Linked DNA regions of Mus musculus: region 2 is linked to region 1. The links are chromatin contacts, called in public Hi-C maps. All regions are on one chromosome and are shown on one strand. Each heading gives the region's core, a stretch centred on a gene start, on an enhancer-like site or on the middle of the called end of the contact. The rest is flanking DNA. Distances are from core to core; before and after follow the strand shown. Region 1 overlaps Sorbs2 (sorbin and SH3 domain containing 2). Region 2 overlaps Sorbs2 (sorbin and SH3 domain containing 2).

Evidence for each region. Hi-C and Micro-C count contacts between places; a contact is called where the count stands out from the background.
Region 2: a contact with region 1 is called in a Hi-C map of cortical neurons, with 1.5 times the contacts expected there. The contact joins two enhancer-like sites. A contact is called at or near these places in 6 of 484 Hi-C or Micro-C datasets (cerebral cortex, cortical neurons, forebrain and 2 more) and 3 of 9 other capture datasets (adipose tissue, liver and pancreatic islet).

The regions. Positions count from the first base shown.
Region 1 is chr8:45,633,811-45,636,823 of GRCm38.p6, forward strand. All of the region lies in intron 1 of Sorbs2 (sorbin and SH3 domain containing 2), which reads left to right. Gm51529 (a long non-coding RNA gene) reads right to left here. Exons shown (of 3, transcript XR_003947382.1): 3 at 1,206-2,069. Among named protein-coding and RNA genes, the nearest start is that of Gm51529, 6.3 kb to the right of the region's middle. Within about 2 kb of position 1,536, at least 14 of the 459 cell types and tissues checked have an H3K27ac peak or open chromatin away from gene starts, as enhancers often do. A contact at or near this core is called in cortical neurons, where this site is marked.
Region 2 is chr8:45,702,185-45,705,273 of GRCm38.p6, forward strand. All of the region lies in intron 2 of Sorbs2 (sorbin and SH3 domain containing 2), which reads left to right. Among named protein-coding and RNA genes, the nearest start is that of Gm30635, 25 kb to the left of the region's middle. Within about 2 kb of position 1,592, at least 6 of the 459 cell types and tissues checked have an H3K27ac peak or open chromatin away from gene starts, as enhancers often do. A contact at or near this core is called in cortical neurons, where this site is marked.

The DNA.
Region 1 (3,013 bases), core at 286-2,785:
GTCACAGCAACCCCATCTGTGTTTGTGCTCACTGTGTAGTCTGGTGAAGGTTTAGTGTACTCTGAAACAAGTGCACATAATCTGTCAGCTACATAAGTGTGTGGAAAATTCCATAGTTTATGCTGTGAGAGTAAAAAAAAACCTTTTGAAAGGACTTGTCTCTTACTAGCCAGATCTGGATTTTTTTTCCCCTTTGTTATTGTTCTTAAGGATTTACATGATTTTATTTGATGTGTATGGATATTTTCCCTGCACCTAGCACTTACAGGACATTGTGTGGTACCTGTGGAGTCCAGAGAGGCTATCAGATCCCCTTGGAATTTGGGAGTTGCAGAAGGTTGTGGACTACCACATGGACGCAGGAACTTAGGTAGCCACGGTTCTCAGCTAGAGCATCAGTTGCTCTTAGCCACTGATCCAGCTCTCTGACTCCCTTGACTTCTTTGAAAGAGGCCAGGCTGGCTTCCAACCCCTAATCCTCCTGCCTCTGCTTCCTGAGTACTGAGATTGCAAACATTTGCTACCACATCCAGATAGACTGCCAGATCTATATAAACAACATAGTGGTCAAGATGAAAATGTTAGAACCAATCGGTTGTTCCAACAGCGCAGATAGTCTTGTGTTTTGTGTGCTTGTCTGCTAGGTTAGACAATTTTAGGTAAGGGGAGGTCATGTGAGTACCTAAGGTTAAAAACAAAAAAAAAAAAAGATCAATGTTTGGTCAGAACAAAAGTGGCAAGCAAAACTGGACTCCGGCTTTAGAATGGCAGCTGGGACATTGAAGGCATTCAGGAAACAGGTTGGTCCATGTACTGGCTAGTTTCGTGTCAACTTGACAAAGCTCCTTTATTACAGAGAAAGGAGCTTCAGTTGAGGAAATGCCTCCATGAGATCCAACTGTAAGGTATTTTCTCAATTAGTGATCAAGGGGGAAAGGTCCCTTGTGGCTGGGACCATCTCTGGGCTGGTAGTCTTGGTTCTATAAGAGAGCAGGCTGAGCAAGCCAGGTGAGGCAAGCCAGTAAGGAACATCCCTCCATGGCCTCTGCATCAGCTCCTGCTTCCTGACCTGCTTGAGTTCCAGTCCTGACTTCCTTTGGTGATGAACAGCAGTGTGGAAGTATAAGCTGAATAAACCCTTTCCTCCCCAACTTGCTTCTTGGTCATGATGTTTGTGCAGGAATAGAAACCCTGACTGAGACAGTCCATTAAATCTTCAGTCAGCATAGCAAATGAATAGATGGCCCACAGTAATCAGATCTTCTGTCCACATTGTCCTGATGCTGACATGTGATTTTTTTAAAAGGCCATTTTTACTCAGAGATAAAAAAGCAAATAAGGAGACGTTTCTTATTTTTTATTTTATTTTTTGAAATTACAAAACAGACGAGAAGGAAAAAACTGAAAATTTTAGGAAATGCTATTATTATTTTTTAAAGCAAAATATAGTCTTCCTGAAGAAAAGCACTCACTGAGCTCCAACAGTTTCATAACACAGGACTACTGCCAGGACCTGGGGAAAGCTTAAATGTATCTTGGAGTGTCATGAATAATTCAGACAAGGAAATGCGATTTCTGTTCCTTCTAAAGTATCTGGCTCTATTCACACCCATTGAGAAAACAAGATCAACGAGAACGAATTCACATTTGCCTTCTATTTAAAATAGCGTAAGGAAGATCATTTAAACACCACAAATTCTAAGCTTTTTCTCCTTATGCTTCAGAGTATAATTAGAGAGCTTAAGCTAGGAAATAGTGTCAATTTAGGGAGATCTTTTAAAGTTGAAAACCCGTAGAAGCTGGAAGACCTTAGATAAGTAATCAAAATAACAGCTTCCAAATGGATTCAAGAAAACGAAAGCTCAGATACTTAGCATTCGGTAAGCTAGAAAAACATTTCTGTTTCAGGTTTATTTTATTTTATAATTATATGTACGTATGCCTGTGGGTCGGTTTATGTTCCCGTGCCAGTGCCTGCAGAGTTCTGAAGTGTCTGATCAGTCTGTGGATGGTGTTCCAGGTGGTTGTCAGCGGCGGGGCATTGGTGCTGGGTTTCAAACCTGGGTCATCTGCAAAAGCAGAAAATGCCGTTAACCCAGAGGCAGGGCTCCAGGCAAGCTGCAGAAAATATTAGTCCAAAAATGATCCAAACCAATCAACCTAAGGATGCTGTAAAGTAAGCACTTGCCCCATGCTAGCTACTATCCTAAGATCTTTATGTGTGTTAACTCTCACAGAAGGGCTGGAAATCATGAACACACCAAGAATAGGCACTTTTCAGGCCATGTGACTCAGCAGTGCTCAGCAGGACTTTCGTGATCGGTCAGCTGAAGAAAGACTTAACACAGTCATCTACCTAGTTGTTCCTTACACTTTGCCCATTGCATCTTTATGCCATTTAAATAAAGCTATTCTATGTATGTCTAGTCATCCCATGTGAATGTAAATTCCATGAGAAAACAACAGTGCTTTGGCTGTTTACTGCATCATGGCCTTGGCCAGAAGTAAGTGGTGGCTGGAAAGTAGACTGAATGGGTTGTAGACAGATAGGTTCCTGTCTGTCAATATAACCTGTGTGAAAGAATAGAGGTTAAATTGAAGTAGGGAGAACCGATTGCTTTTGACTTTCATCATGAGAAAATTCATATGGCCCATATGTCTTCAGATGCTCTTTTTGTTAAGAGATTTTTGTGCATGGGGTTCGTGCCCTTTTTAGGTAAAACACTAAGCTAATGTCTCAGGAATCCTTTGAAGTCTTCAAGGTATCTTGAACAAAGGAAGCCCTGACACAATAGAAAATAACTTGGCTCATTTAGCACACTATCAACTTCCCCACAATTTAATCTTGAAAACAACCAGCCTTGTGGTAGTGACATCTGAGAATTAAAAAAAAATAAAAAATAAAAACAGCAAAGAGTAGAGTCGTCTGATTTACTAAAGAAACAAGAGTCATCCCTTTTCACTATACCTGTTTAGGGAAAAGGATTTTCTTAGTTCCATGTCTTAGGCACTG
Region 2 (3,089 bases), core at 342-2,841, 68 kb after region 1:
TTTGTTTCTGGTCTTTCTTTTGCCAAAGCATCAAAGCAGTGTGACTTAATGAACTGCTTGATTGACTGTTTAAGACACCGGGGAGGTCTCGTAAGAGCCTGGGGAATGCCGTCATCTTAATTTACTTTTTTTCCTGAGCTTAGAGTCACCATGAGTGAGTTTAGGATTAGGGAAGGCTCTCTGGTTGGAATAACTTGTGTTATACTGTGCTTCAGTTTGTAAGGATTTGGTGAATAAAGGAGACATTTGGTCAACCAGATTTAGCCAGGGCGTGGCTCTTTGACCAAACACTAATCTTCCCAACCCTTGCGTGTCCGTGGTTGAGGCTGTAAGGAATGTTTCTCCGTGCACATACAGATCCGCTCAGATTTCTGGTGTCAAGCACAATGGTGTATGCTGACCTAGCAAAATATTCTCAAGACATTCCCATCCACAAACTCTTTGCCCGGGGAGGCAGGTTGTTTATTAGCTTGGTTTTCTTTTGACAAGCTAAGCTCCTATCTGAGTGAGAGGTAAAGACAAAGGTAGAAACCAAGGGAAACTGAGGCCAGTTTCCCTCAACAAATGTAGACCCCCAACCAGTGGGAATCACAGCCATCGTAAGCATCTATAAGACCTTGGATCTTTGTAACCGAAGACAGAACCTTGATGCCCCCCTCGTTCTACCTGCATAGATGAAAGACAGATTTTTTTTTTATTGAACAGCCCAGTAATCTCTTCAGAAGTTATTTCATCTGAATGTACTAAAGGCCAAATAATTATGTTATGCATGTAAATTGTAAGCATAAGGCCACAGCACAAAGACAAGTTAATCTCTAAGTCAATCATATTCCCTAGACTTAGTCATTAGGAAAAGTACCAAGTCTACCCTGAGCATATTCTCAGACAAACATTAGCCAGTAGTTCACAATGGTGATCAAGGTGTGTTTTCTTGGATTTAGTTACTTCTTCTGAACCAGCTATTCATCTTGCTTTACATTAAAATGTAGGATAAACATATTTTTTTATCATAAAATAAGCAAGCCAGGGGGCATTTTGGGAAACCATGTTTGTTGTATCGTCATGATTTAATTACCTCAGTGAGCAATTTGCTTCCTAATGAAGACAGTCTTGTTGAAAGAACTTGTTGGACTTAATCTCTTCAAACATTTCTTTATTCATCATGCACCCCAATGATCTGATAAAAGGTCTAGTTTGGGGATTTGACAACAAACCTGCTAAGATTCCATTAATTTAAAAATAAAAAAGCACTGACCTATCCAAGTAAACTTCGCTCACTATAAATGCCCTACACAGAAGTACCAAAAACACCAGCAGATTTGCTAAATTTTTCTAATGTTTACTTCTATGTATTTTTACCATATGAGGAGACATTACCAAAGTCTGTTGACCCTGCATTGATTTGGCTAGCCGTCATGGCTATATAAACAAGAGGACATCAGCATAAAAGGTGGTCTTTCCTTGATATTCTACCCATTTTTCAGAAAGGATGAGAACATATTTTGCTGAAGCTACTTTGATCCCATCAGTGCTGCCTGAAGTGACTCACTGGGTAACCATGGAAACGGAATCAAGCAGTGAGAAGGGATGTGTCTGTGTGGACTGTTTTGATGCCCTGGCCTCTGTGGAGATAATCTATTAGGGATTCCTAATCTGTCCCCATGCTTTCAGGTTTCCTCTCCTTTCACACTTTTGTGACTCTCTGTAAAAGCCACAGCAAGTTTAAAAGAAGGCAACTGAACACTGTACCCTCAGGACTTGATGTTCTTTCCAGAAATGTGTCTCATATTTAAAGATGTGTGCTCGAATGTCCTAAAAACGGACTCTCCTCCCAGATCCATTTCTCTCCCGTCTATTTCTGCAGTCCTGGTCCAGGGCCAGGCTCTCATACTATATTTATGTCACTCTATTTTTTCCTGTGTCTCTTTTCATAAGGTTTTAATATATTAATACTTACAAAGAGAAGTATTTAAAAAAAAGCAAGAAAATAAGCATCTATCTCATTATACATTAAAGTTCCATCAAATGTGTGTATGTGCACCTCTGTGTGTGTGTGTGTGTGTGTGTGTGCATGTGTGTGTGTGTCTCTGTGTGTGTGTGTCTGTCTGTGTGTGCATGTGTGTGTGTGTGCATGTGTGTGTGTATGTACATGTGTGTGTGTGTGCATGTCTGTGTGTATGTGCATGCGTGTGTGCATGTGTATGTGCATGTGTGTGTGTTTATGACACCTTAAGTATGGTTTTCAAAGCTGCATGTACTACTCTAATGCAACCTGACAAAGTTCCTATCAAGCAAACTCTATAGATTATATATCTATGGAACATGAAGCTTCTAAAAGGGGGCCCTTAAATTTAAAGTCAAGTTATAATACTCTATTCCTTCTGTAGTAAATATATAAGACATATAGTAACAAAAATCTAAATAAAATATGGCCTCTGCCCCTGAGAAGCCATGTACACCATGAAGTAAGGCCAGATGAGGTGATACAAGCCAAGGCTGCCTCATAGTGAAAACACATTTATTTAACTCATCATGTTAAAATGAAGTCAATCTCTGCCTCCAGGCAAGGAGCTATTACATTGTATGGGAAGGAAGGCATTCGGGACTACTTCACAATGTGCTTCTAATAATGTGTATTTTTTTTAATCATTGATTGAAAATATCTTTTTTAATTGAATATTTTCTTTATTTCCATTTTATATGTTTTCCCCTTTCCTAGTTTCCCCTCTGGAAACTTCCTATCTCACTCCCTCTCCCCCTGCTTCTATGAGGGTGCTCCCCCACCCATCCATTCCCGCCTCCCCGCCTTCGCATTCTCCTACACCAGGGCATTGAGCCTTCACTTTTAAGAACCATTAGGAAGAATCTCAATGAGGGAAAAACTCACAAGAACCCAAGCCAATCATATCAGTTGGTCAACCAGTCATGTGCTCCTCAACAGGGACTTACTGGAGCTAAGATGACTCCCTTAAGATCCAGGGCAATGTTTAGCATATGGTGGGCACCCAGCCCTGGTGTGCTGTTCAGATGCTGATGAAGGTTAAACTGTGATCTTCAAAAGGCAGGAAACATCCTGAAGACCCCAATGT